Regions from separate parts of the Rattus norvegicus genome. Here region 1 is linked to region 2. The links are chromatin contacts, called in public Hi-C maps. All regions are on one chromosome and are shown on one strand. The core of a region is the stretch at or near the end of the contact, and the rest is flanking DNA. Distances in the headings are between cores, read along the strand shown.

Evidence for each region. Hi-C and Micro-C count contacts between places; a contact is called where the count stands out from the background.
Region 1: a contact with region 2 is called in a Hi-C map of liver, with 3 times the contacts expected there. The contact joins two enhancer-like sites. A contact is called at or near these places in 4 of 12 Hi-C or Micro-C datasets (the A7r5 cell line, kidney, liver and 1 more).

The regions. Positions count from the first base shown.
Region 1 is chr18:71,400,168-71,406,551 of GRCr8, reverse strand. All of the region lies in intron 10 of Ctif (cap binding complex dependent translation initiation factor), which reads left to right. Among named protein-coding and RNA genes, the nearest start is that of Smad7, 140 kb to the right of the region's middle. Within about 2 kb of position 1,606, at least 54 of the 93 cell types and tissues checked have an H3K27ac peak or open chromatin away from gene starts, as enhancers often do. A contact at or near this core is called in liver, where this site is marked.
Region 2 is chr18:71,345,828-71,352,345 of GRCr8, reverse strand. All of the region lies in intron 11 of Ctif (cap binding complex dependent translation initiation factor), which reads left to right. Among named protein-coding and RNA genes, the nearest start is that of Smad7, 86 kb to the right of the region's middle. Within about 2 kb of position 3,830, at least 46 of the 93 cell types and tissues checked have an H3K27ac peak or open chromatin away from gene starts, as enhancers often do. A contact at or near this core is called in liver, where this site is marked.

The sequences.
Region 1 (6,384 bases), core at 357-2,856, 56 kb before region 2:
CCCTCCCTCCCTCCCTCCCTCCCTCTCTCTCTCTCTCTCTCTCTCTCTCTCTCTCTCTCTGAACAGGCAGCGAGCTGACCCGGCTGGGCCTTACCTCCTTTCTGTATGGTTCACGAAGGCAAGAAAAAGAAATGGTGGATTCATTGGGCTGTCCCTTTTCTGGCAGGGATGTGGGGGGGCTAGAGGCTGAAGCTGGATCGCTCTGGATGGCAGGGAGGGTCTGCAGGTAGCTGGGGTACTCTTGTGTCTTTGAGCAGCCTGAATAGTTAGGGCACATCAAGTCTGCAGAAGGCCCGAGGAGGCAGATAATTCCCTCAGAGGACCCTGTTCCTTTTGTTACCAGCTTGTACACATCTTTAACGACTCTCTTCCCAAGCCCCCAAGGCTAAGCCTATACTGTAAGACGAACTAGAGACAGTCAGTCAGACGGACAGACAGCAAGAACTGTGCACCCTTAATGATTGGAGGCCATTGGGGTATTCACACAAGCAGCCTGAGCTGCCCAGACAAAGAGCTGCCTTGTCCAAAGCTGTGGCCCTGCCTTTTATTTTTTTTTTTTTACAACCCCCACTGCTATGCGATTTGTCGTGACCTCGTACATCGAGGTGGCCGTGGCTGCATTTCAGAAGGATGTTAAGTGGCTCGGGGCTCAAAACTGGGAAGATCAGAAGGGGTTTTACTCGAGGGTGAGGGATGCTACACATTACACACACACACACACACACACACACACCTCAGTAGCCTTCACTTGTTAGCATATATCTTCTCCCTGTAAACTTGGCCGCCCACCACAGACACCTTGGCTCCTCTGCCTGATAAAGGGGAAGTTCTCGTGCCGGGCACTTGAGCATACACTGATATGGGGTGCGGGTCTTGCTGCCGGCTCCCCATGCTTCCTCTCCCTGTCCAGACAGAAGGGGCAGTGGGAGCTGGTTGATAGGAAAGTCCCAGAGGGGCAAACTGGCCAGGGGCCAGCTCAGCTTGAGAAGCATCTATTGAGCTCCCTGTGTATGACTGGGGACAGAGTACTCTGTAGGACCCAAGAAAGGAGGGACGTTCAAGCCAGCAACCCTTCCATGATCCTGTTCCCTCTGTGATCCCACCCCTCCACTGTCTGGCCCGGTTTTCCTACACTTAGATCTCAGAAAGCCAAGCAGCCAAAAAAAAAAAAAAAAAAAAAAAAAAATGCTCCCTAGGGGAAGTCACTAAAGGCAAACCCACCCTGTCATGAAGTTCCTTTTCTCTTTCTTGCTGTCAGTCTCCCCAGTCAGTGACCCTAAAGGGCTCGCTTGCAAAAGTTTGTTCTCTGGACTTTGTGTTTTCCCCATCTGCTCTACCGTCCTAGCTCCTGCTGGCTCAGACCCCAGCGCCAGCCCCTGTCTGTCCCTGCAAACACAAGTCAGCTGTGTGTGCAGACAAAGCTCAAAACTCCGTGGGGGCTGGGCCAAGCAGAAGGGACATTTCCAGGGAACTCTGGGGGCAATGGCTGGGAGGGCAGAGGCAACCGTCTGATTAGCAGGGACTCGGCGGCACAGTCTAAGGCAGAGAGGGTGCGGGGGCCTTGGCTGGTCCCCAGGGGCCAGTGGCTGTGGGTGGTGACCAGGGGAGGCAGCCAGGCTGGAAGAAATCGGCTGTTTGAGAAGTGGAGGAAACCGGCTGGAGCGGAGAGATAACAGCGTGTTCTCTGTGTGTCTGTGTGCGTCTGCGTCTGCCGGCGAGGGCGACTGGAGCCAGGCGGTCTGAGGCCGTATCTAGTGAGATTTTTGTCCTGGGTTGTGAAAGTGACCCATGGAGCCAGCAGCAGGGTTCAGGGCCTGGGAGAGAGGACACGTGTCCCTGGCCTCCTCCCCATGTCTTGTGCTGGTCTCCCCCTTGCTCCCTTGGTCAAAGAGTAGAAGGCAGGGGAGGGGGAGGTTGGCAGGGGTGGGCAGCATCCTTAATACAGAGGAAATGGTAAAAAAAAAAAAAAAAAAAAAAGGCCCAGCTTTCAGCTTGATTGAGCCACTCGTTTGACGTATGAACTTGAATACTTCCCCTAATATTTCTGGCTGTCGCGGTCTCCTTGACTATAAAATGGGATTATTTATACCTTCCCCTGCATTGCCCACCAGGTGGTTGGAAAGTTCTTACGAAATAAGGGTGTGAAAATGGTTGGTAAATGGTAGAGTGCCACATGCAAAAACTCAAAATGATGGGCACAGCTATCTCCCCTGGTCTGCTTAGGGAAGACTTGGTCAGAGCACCTTGCCATGGGAGGCAGAGGAGGGAGTGCCAGATATGGACCCTGAGGCTCCCAAGAAGGTGACTCCATCAGTAACGAGGCAGGAAGGGATTTCTCCCTGGGTGGGAGGCTCGTTCCTAGGTCGTCCTCCCAGGGAGCAGGTGGCCTGGGTTGAGCATGGACTCCTCCAGGGAGACAAGAAAGCTGAACAAAGACTCACCCGTGGTAGCCAGGGGTCTGCCTGCCCGGGAGACAAATGACAACTGCTCAGAAATGTGGGGAAGCACCTTGCTTTGCTCCCTTAAGCCTCAACTGCCAGGTCACCTTCTCGCTCCACCATGTCCCCGACCTGGAAAGCAGCCAGATGATCTGGAAACTCAGAAGGAGCTGGCAAGAGTGACAAGACTGTGAGTCTATGAGTCTGAGAGAAGCTGAGCTATTTAAAGCATGCAGCGTGGGGCGAGGGGGGAGGGGGGCTGAGTGCCACCTACCCCAGGGGCCTCGCAATAGCTTGCCCTTCCTTGGCCCAGATCCTGTACCACAGGGCATCCACAGGAACATGGGTCAGATGTCCGGGCTCCGAGAAGCTGCAGCTGATATGGCATGAAAGGGCAGCTCAGCCTGGCCTAGGGTTTGGGTCCTTTCTTCTGATCCTCCAGGCTGAACTGATCCAACCACATAGGCGCCTTGGTCTCCTGTGCCTTGTAAAGAAGGCTGGTACTTAGATTCCTGAAGAGGAGTCTAATCCTGCAGTCCCAAATAGAGAGGGGCAGTGGGCAGGAGCAGGAACTTTGCCTGGTTGCCACTTCCTGTTTCTGGGTCAGATTTTGTAACACACTCCAGGTTAATATAATATCATGTACATACACGCACACACACACATACACACACATATGTATATATGTATGGTTATATAATATCACGTAATACATGCACACACGCATATAACACACACATACAACATACACATGTATGTATGTATAGTTAATATAATATGTACATACACTCACACACATTGTATGTATGTATGTATGGTTAATATAATGTCACATACATATACTCACACACATGTATGTATGTATGTTTGTATGTATGGTTAATATAATATCACATACATACACTCACACACATGTATGTATGTATGTATGAACGTATGTATGAATGTTTGTATGTATGTATATGTATTTGATGGCCACTGTCTGGAGTTTTAAGTCCTTAGTCGATATTTTCTCTCTGCAAGTGGCCTTGTCAAATACAAAGTACCACTCGGCCACCCAGGCAGGACCAGCTGAGGGTACCTTAGCAGAGGGCTTTCCACAATCAGCATACAGACCTAAGCTGTTCTTAGGAGAAGTGTACAGAAGTTCACTCATTGCTCTTTCTGGGCAGGGTTGGCCTTTGCTGAGACAACAGGTCTCCTACTGTCTTGGCACTTAACAGCCTTTCTTCTGTGGAGTGATGGATGGACATTTTAAAAGACATTCTTAACACAGTAGAGTCTTGGCAACTCTCAATGTATCAGCCCAAGGAATCATGGAACTTGGGATTCTCGTTCCCAGAACAGCAATTTCCCCATACTCTGCTATCCAGGGCAGGATGGGGCAGGATGCAGCCAGGGGTGCTAGGGTCTGGGCCCCAAAACCCAAGGAAGGCTGTGTGCCCCGGCCCGGTGGTAATTCCAGCTCCGGAGCTAGGATCTCTGCCCAGCCCCACCCCCTGTTCTCTTAGCATGTGGCTTGGGAATCAGCATAACCACTGCATGCGGCATCCTTCATGCTGCTACCGTGCATGCAGTCCCGGGGACCCCAGAGGTGCTATCCATGCTGCTCCTAGTAGCACATGACATGATGACCTCAGAGGTGACATCCTCATATCCATGTCCCTGTGTTCTGCTACCCACATTAGCCAGCTGGCCCCACACAAAAACTCCGCTGGTCTCACCTCGCCTGGCTAATGTACTAACGGACAGCCTTATCCACACGGACGTGTGCCCATTTATCAGGCCAGCACCACTGTGTGGCAGGCAGCATCCTAGTAAGAAACGAAAAGATCTTCTCCCACCCCTGAGGCCTTATAATCTTACGGGACGAGGATACAGAAAGACAAAGCCACTGAGCAGTGTTACAGAGGCATGTGTGAGCGACTCTGAGGATCTCACGGAGACAGAAGGTGACTCACGAGGCGGGTTCTCAGAGATAAGGTGGCTGGTAGTCGGCACCAAATGGAGGGTGCCAAGAACCTATGTGGGAGCCCAGCAACTAAGCACAGTGCTCTTGGGCAGAGGTGGCCAAGCTGAGGGGCCAGAGTCAGGCTGAGAGGATCATTTGCCCTACCAAACAGCAGGAATTAGACCTTTAGGACCCTCCCTGGGCCACTGGCAAAGAGTGTATAATGTGTGACTGACATTAACCAATCTTCCTCTGTGGTAGAATGGAAAGCTAGATAAGGGCTGCTGCCTCCTCTACACATAAGACGTTGCCAGAGGGAACCTGCAAGAACCAGGGTAGGCATAAGCCGCCTCCAACTGAGCAGTGACAGTAGAACCATCCCCAAGGACTCCATTACCATCTGAGAAAGTAGGTAAAGGACCATGACAAAGAAAGGACACCAAGCCAAAGTCACCTAGTCAGGGGACCGAGGTCAGGGATCTACCCAGGAGTGGCAGACTCTGAGTAACTGGTTTTAGGTGAGAAGCCACAAAAGGGTATTGGGAGGTTCCCAGCTCTGGTGTCCGTGGGATCTCTTCTTTGGACATGCACAGACAGCACTCTGAGTGGCAGGACCCGTGGGCAGAGTGGTCACGTACACCTGTGCATGTCTCCTGGGCTCAAGGAGGACACGTTCAGCCTGAGACTTTTATACAGGTCAGTCCCCATGACAAGTGGTCCAGGATCTGAGGGTGAGGATGCTGGGTCTGGAGAGCGGGAATCGCTTGTATGAGGTCCTCCAGAGTCCCTTATGCTTGTCCCCGAACACATCACTCTTCCTCCCTTGCAGGACTGGGTACACCTGGGCATATACTTTATTCCATCATGACCAGAGCAATGCAGCCAGTAAGGAGCCAGCTAGGACAGAGAACCTATGAGGACAAAGGGAAGTCCTGACAGAAAGGCCTCCCCTGCAGCCTGCAGCCCAACCTCCCATGGCAAAACTGGTTCCCACCCTGGGGAATAGAGGGTCGTTTGCCTCTGCTTCAGACGGCCTTTGGACTCTCCGAGCCTAGCAGGGAACAGTGCGAAGGGTCTGGACCGTAGCCACATTCCCGCATAGGTTCAGGTCATAACTCTGCCGCTATAGTGTCCTGTTCTGTCTGTACCAGGGCCCTTCACCTGCTTCTCACATGATGATAGAGCTGACAGGAATTAAAGCAGTGCCTGACACATTGTAAACACTCAATAAATACCCAGGGTTCGGGGGATTGACGGTTGTCATTGTGCTGTCCCTCAGTGCTGAGCAGACACCAGATAAGGCATGCCCCAGTCAGGGACAGGTGAACAGTCTAATTAGCAACTGGGCTGCTTTTCCTTATGCCAGAATTCCCAGCCGACAGAATCCTTGGCTAGAACTCTGAAGGTAAAAGAAAGATGGGGCCAGCTGTCATTCCTCCTTGGCCTCCCCCTAGCATAGCTGGGGGCCTTCCTTTCTCGAGGTGGCACTTGCCACCCCTGCTCCCATCAGACTGACTCTAGAAAAATCCTTCTGCCTGGGGTGGGGGTTAGGGATTAGAGTAAATGACCTCTGAGTCTCATGGGCCCAGTGCAGCAGTAAAGTCCTCTTCCTTTACCCCCTCAGTCAGCCTAGGCCCCGCAGGGGACCACAGCCATATGGTTCACCTAGCAGACTGGATGAGGGTCCTGGGGCTGGCTCTTTGTTTGAGGCCTCAGCACCATTGAGGCAGGGGCGGGGCCCGCGTCCTGACAACAGCTTTACCTTTCACTGGCTCCCTCAGAGCAGCTGTGAGGGACACGAGCAGGAGACAGATGACCAAGGTCAGCTCTGTCCTCAGTATTTGTAAATTATGGTGGAAAAAAAGGCCCACCCATGCACAACTGTGGCCCCCATCCATTCTGTGTTCTGTTGGAAAACAGAAAACTAGGGGAGGGTAGGAGAAAAAGGAAGAAAGAAGAGGAAGGGAGAAAGAAAATGGGGGGAGGGAAAGGGAG
Region 2 (6,518 bases), core at 2,581-5,080:
TGCCTGCCCCCCCCCCACCAATCCCCGCAGTTGAAAGAAATAAAGTTGATCGTTGTGTCTTCCTAAAACTAGTCTCCCTCCTAGGGAGCGATGATGCCCAGGTCTAAGTAAGCAGGATAAATATATACTCATGGATGCAGCCTTAGATGGGCTCAAGGGGTACAGATCACCTCCTCAGAGCCAAGGGCACGCAGTGCAGTATGGGAGACTTGACCAGAGGCCAGTAGAAGTGGAAGGATTAGCCAAGGGATGGGCAACCTTGGCTCCAGAGGTACCACCTCCAGAGCTGTGCAGGACCAATGGCTCCTCCACACTCTAACCACACAAACCCCAGATCTGTGCTGCCTGACCAGTGTCCATCTCTCTGCTTAGCACCTCACCCTGGCCTGTCCCAGGACCCCTCAGACTTCTAATGCCCACCTTCTGCTCCCCAAATATACACCTCTTTTCAGGGCCACCACTTCTGGCTGTGCTAAGCCCCAAGCTGTCTCTAAGTCTCACCCTATCTCATCCTGAACCCACCGATCCCAGGGCTGTGGACAACTTCTGTGACTCCCTTAAATCTGGTCACTTTGTTCTCTCTCTATGGCTTAGCTAGGCCACTGTACCTTCTGCCTGAGTTACCAGCCAGTGTTCTAGCCATGCGTCCCTCCTCCTGTCCCCTGCCCTGTTTCTGTCCCCTCTGCTAACACTGTAGACCTCTGGTCTTTCCCACTCTTTCCCTGATGTCCTCAGAAATGTCTTTCCCGGGGAAGACTTCCTGAGCCTCCTCCTCCACACAGGTGACAAACGGGTAGGTGACAGCTCTGCCAGTCATCGCACCTCATCCTGTGCCCCATGCAGTCCACTTGGTGATGAGTGATGAGCTCCCATTGGCCGAGCTGAGCTTGCTGCACACTGGCTATGTCTTCATCGCTGGTTCCATTGTTCTAAGTGGTGTCTGCTTCATCCCTGCAGCGATCCACAGAGGAAGAGAGTATTGATGTGCCCACATTGCCAATCAGAAAGCTGAGACCCAGAGAGGCGGCCACTAAGTTGTGCAGCCTAAGTGAGTGGCAGAGTTAGGATTAGTATCCTATACTCTGCATTCCAGACATGAATCTGCTGGGCTCTGGTCCTCTTTATTGGATGGATGGATGGATGGATGGATGGATGGATGGATGATGGATGGGTGGATGGGTGAGTGGCTGGGTGGGTAGATGGATGAATGAGTGGGTTGATGGGTAGATGGATGAATGAATGGGCAGGTAGGTGGATGAGTGGATGGATGGATGGATGGATTGTTGAGTGGGTGGGTGGGTAGATGGATGAATGAGTGGGTGGATGGGTAGATGGATGAATGAATGGGCAGGTAGGTGGATGGATGGATGGATGGATTGTTGAGTTGGTGGTGGGTAGATGGATGAATGAATGTTTGGGCAGGTAGATGGATGAGTGGGTGGATAGGTGGGTGGGTGGATGAATGTATGGATACATTTTCCTACCTATGGAGGGGTGAAGGCAAGACCTTCCCTACCATAAGCCTCTTGATCACAGCTACTTTGGAATAGCTTTGCTCTAGGCAGTACAAGCTTCTCTCAGACCCAGTTTTCCAGTCTTCCAAGAGGGTCAGGTTAGTTAGGCACAAACCTAGCATGAACAGTGTGAAGAAACCCAGCCTTCACAGATACCAGAGGCTGGGAGAAACCAAATAGTTGGCCTCCAGACCACGAATAGTGAGATTCCTGCCAAGGACACTAGGGGAGCACTTGGGCAGACTTAAGGGAGCAGGGGGAAAGGGGGGGAAGAGGAGGACAGACGAGGGCCAGGGAGGAGGGGGAGGAGAGGAAGGTTGTGAGGTTTGTCTTGAGTTATCTGAGAAGTGGAGACAGGACTGAACAAGGTGTGTTCTACAGAGGGAGTGGCGATATGGGGGGGGGGATGAAGGCTGGTGAGGACAGGAAGGACAGCCCCATAGGCCTGCGAACAGATGAGCTTGACCAGAAGGATGTCTGGAAGAGGAGGGAGGACAAAGCAGACCCTGGGGGGAGTGGGCCAGGAAGTAGAAATACCAAGCTAAGCACCCTATCTCCTTGAGACACAGTCAGTTGAACACAGAAGGGTGGCACGGAGAACAAGAGCATTGGCAGGAGGATTATTCATCTGAGAAGATGCTCCCAGCTATGGTAGCACTGGCCCATTCTTACATTTCTACTCCACTAAGGGTTAGGCTCTAAAGCCAAACACATCTCCAGGTGCCAATTAAAGTCTCTTATCTCTGAGTCTTGGCAGAGTCTGCACCAAATCCCTTCTGAGGTCCCCAACTGGCCCCAGGCCCTTTTCTCAGCCCAGGCCTGTCTGCCCTCCTCCTGGGTGCCTGACACTCTTGAGGACAATACTAATTATGCCTTTACCACAGACCTATTATTCTCTGAACATTAACAGCGCATACTTGTCCCAGACCCAGCTGTCCCGACCAGTTTGTCCTCGGTTACGTCTAACCCATCAAGGAGCTGGCTGGGTTTTGTCACCCCAGGGAACAGCTCTCAGTCCAGCTTCTGCATTCTGCCACCATATCTCCTCCATCACAAGAAGGCCACGCCCCTGACTAGGATCCAGATAGCTATGGGCTCATGTTAATTTTTTTTTTTTTTTGAGACAGAGTCTCTCTATGTAGCCCTGGCTGTCCTGGAGATTAAAGTATAGATCAGGCTGGCCTCGGACTCAGAGATCCACCTGCCTCTACCCCCTGAATGCTGGAATTAAAGGCATGTACCACCATGCCCAGCTTTATGGGTTTTTTGTTTTGTTGTATTGTGTTTTTTGAGACAGAATTTCTCTGTGTAGCCCTGGCTCTCTTGGAACTCACTCTATTATCCAGGCTGGCCTCGAACTCAGAAACTCACCTGCCTCTGCCACCTGGCATTCTATGTTCATTTCGTTTGCTTGTTTGTTTTCAAGAATTATTTATTTATTTTATGTATATAAGTACACTATAGCTGTCTTCAGACACACCAGAAGAGGGCATCGGATCCCATTACAGATGGTTGTGAGCCACCATGTGGTTGCTGGGACTTGAACTCGGGACCTTTGGAAGAGCAGTCAGTGCTCCTAACCACTGAGCCATCTCTCCAGCCCTTTATGTTCATTCTTAAATGCAGCAAGAGAATTTTGATACATGGGAGAAATTAATTTAACAAAGTGTTTTGGTTTTTCTTTCTTTCTTTTTTTTTTTTAAATGGCATGCTCAGCGGCAGAGGAATGGCTCAGCGTGTGACTGCCTCTGCTCCTTGAGATCCTTGCTGGTCACTTTCACCCTGTCCTCCCATAGAGGACCCCTGCCATTGGAAGAACAGACTTGCAAGTGTTGATGCAGGCCTACTACAATGACTCTTGAAGGAGCTCCTTCCTGCTGGGCACAGGGAAAGGTGGACGGAATGGATTGGCCCACCAGATTATCTTCAGGCCCTAGCTTTAAACGAGGGGCCTCGAGGTATAGGGAGCCACTTCCTCTGTAGCAAATGGGTGAGGCTCCTCAGGTTTAAGACACAAGAAGTCATTATTCTATTGACAGCCACCTCTCCACATCTCTAGTGATTAAATCTATTTGTCTGGGGTTGTGAAAGGGACCGGCACACTCCTAAGGAGGCATCCTGCCTCTGAGCTACTGCATGGTGACAAGGGGGGGAATTCAGGAAGGGAGGAGGGACTCACAGAAGGTGTGCCTTAGCTAGTGCTCTTGCAACTCTAGACAGCAGCATAGCCACCACCAACCCCCACCCCCCTACCCCCAAGGAAGCTTACTCCATAAGAGGAAAGGACAGTTTCGCAAGTGAGGCTGGACCTGGTGAGCTGCCCATCGGTCCCTGGCACAGCCCTGGGCCTGTTAGGAAATCAGGGAGACATTGTGTCTCCCGGGCAGGCGCCGCTTCTCACTTGCCCCGATCATGCTCACTTCAGGCGCTGGCTCCAGAGCCAGGCTGGCAGCTGGGCAGGTGGCTGGGTGCCCTCTTGCCATAGGCCTGGTGCCCAGGAAGCTACAACTACAGCTTGGAAAGTGTCCCTCCTTTGGGTCCCATGGCAAGGCCAGGGGGCTACGAGGGGCCAAACGAGCAGGAGGGCAGCAGAATACTCGTTGCGAAGAATTCCAGACTGTTTCCTCCAGAGGTTGAGCGCCAACACCCTCTTGTCCTTTCCGGTCAAGTGGGGATTCCTCTAGACACACACAAAAGAAAACCCCACCCAAGATGCCCAGCTCCCTCCCACCCTGACTTGAAGGGGAAGGCCCGCCTCTGGTTCCGTAACTAGCTTGTCATCTTCCCTAGAGCCGTGAAGGTGCACAGAGCTAATATTTTAATACTGTGTGTTTGCACCGGCAAAAGAGTCTGGGTGCTTGTTATCCTGGGGGCTGCTCTTCATCAAACGAGATGTTTCTTAGCGGAGACAGCCATGGGAATGAGGCCCAAGGTCAATAATGAAAGAGTCTAGGTCCAAATGGGAGCACTAGAAATGACAGTAAGTGAGCCAGGAGGCTGTGAACAAAGGCAGGCACAGCACCTCCCCTGCTCACTTGGGGATGAAGCCCGTGAGGTAGGCACACCTTTCTGAGGATCTTCCCCATTCCTTAGGCTGTGGAAACACAGCCAGCATAGAACAGTGCAAAGCCCCTGAAGGTCTGTGATCACTGTCCAGCTCCTAGAGGAGTGAACTGTGGGAGCTCACACTGTGAACAACAACACCAAGTGCCTGCCTAGCCTTGCAGCGATCCCCTGCACCATGGCCCACTTCACAGCGGCAGTCTACCCAAATCGTTCAGACTTGCTGCTTGGGGATGTTCCTCAGAGGCAGAGGACTGGCCCTGATTGACTCCTCAAGGTCTTATTTCAACCGAGCAGTCCCCTCATTCTACAGGCGGGTTGCTATGGGAACTATAACCTTGAATTTCCTGGCTCTGGGGCTGTGAAAATCACAACCTGAACCTTCCGGTGAAGTGGGTTTTTCGATTAATTTCCTGTTTGATTGTTTACTTTAGAGAGTGGAAAATGCCTTCGCAGCAGCTTGGTCCCTTTACCCAGAGGCTGTCACACCCTCCCTGCAAAACCAGCAAGGTCAAGTCCAGGCCTTGGGTGGGTGGAGGGATGGGGGTGAGCAGGGGCCAGGGCAGGGAGGAGGCCCAGCTAGGGGCAGAAGGCAGCCTGACCCCCTCTTCTGCCCTGCTTTCCTCCTTGCTCTTCCCAGGACCCCAGCATGATGAGACAGACCTAGGAGTTCCCACTCTGCCCTTAGTTGGGGAGCCTGGCCACCCACCCAGAGCCCCAGGCCTGGCCCCCAGCCAGCCTTAACCCTCCCTGACTCAGAGAACTATTCGGTGCTGAGTCAGACACAGGCCACAGTTATTCCACTCCTTCAGAGGGTAATGTGAGGGGTGATAGTCAGGAATGGCCCCTGTGCCCGGCTCCCTAAACCGAGCTGCCTTGCAGGCAGCTGGGAGAATGTCTGTCTTGTTACCTTTCTTTTATTTGCTGTAGCGGAGAGCAGTATGTGATATGTCAGCTGCCGTAACCCCATCCCAATTCTGCTCTCTCTCTTGGGTGGGGATGGGCTTGGGTGGGGGAGTGGGCAGGCAGACTCAGGTGAGGCCCAAGTTACAGCCATCTTCCTCTCCTTCGATGAGAAGCACCCCGTGATGGGTAGGGTTGGAGCATTGGCAGCCCAGGCCTTCCTCCCCATCTGCATACTCACCCTCAGAGAGAGAAGCAGGAGCTCTGTGCCTGCTTTATTAGTGGTGATGCTGAACCCAGGGCAGAAGAATTGCCTTGTCTTCGTGGCCCTGTAAAGTACTATCCAACGCAGGACAGTTTGAGGAAGTGCTGTTACGAGCTGGAGAGATGGCTCAGCCGTTAAAGGCTAGGCTCACAACCAAAAATATAAGAGGAAGTGCTGTTACTAATAGTTTCCAAAGGACAGGTAGAACCTGAGAGTCTCCCAAGCAAACCAGGTAAACAGTCACCTACCCTTACCCTGCCCAACTCACAGGGTAACAGTAGCCAAACCTCACTGACTGAAACCAGACTAGATCTAGGTTCGAATCCCATCTTCCCACTATTGAGTTCTCTTGGGAAAGTTATGTTGCTTCTCGCCTGTGTCTGTGCTGCCCCTCGAGCATGAGAAATTACTATAGTATCTAACAGGGACCGGGGAGGGAGGGAGATTTAAAACTGCACACAAATCGCACCTAAAACAAGCACGAGAATGTGAAGTCAGTAACAGGTGAGAAGCCCAAAGGTGCTGTCCAGCACTCAGGAGCCCCCTGTGTGTGTGTGGGGGGAATGGAACCACCTCCAGTCTCTCCTGTCCACCCTTAAAGCAAGATGGGTGGGTGCTAGGGTAACTCAAAACAGTAATGACAAGCAGCTTCTATCAAAAACTGGGATATACTCTACAGGCAAATCTGGGAGGCTTTGACAGCAGACGTGACTGACCCCAGGGTCCTGGGAATTCACAGCTGCAGGGATTGTAAGCAGAACTCCCTCTTATCC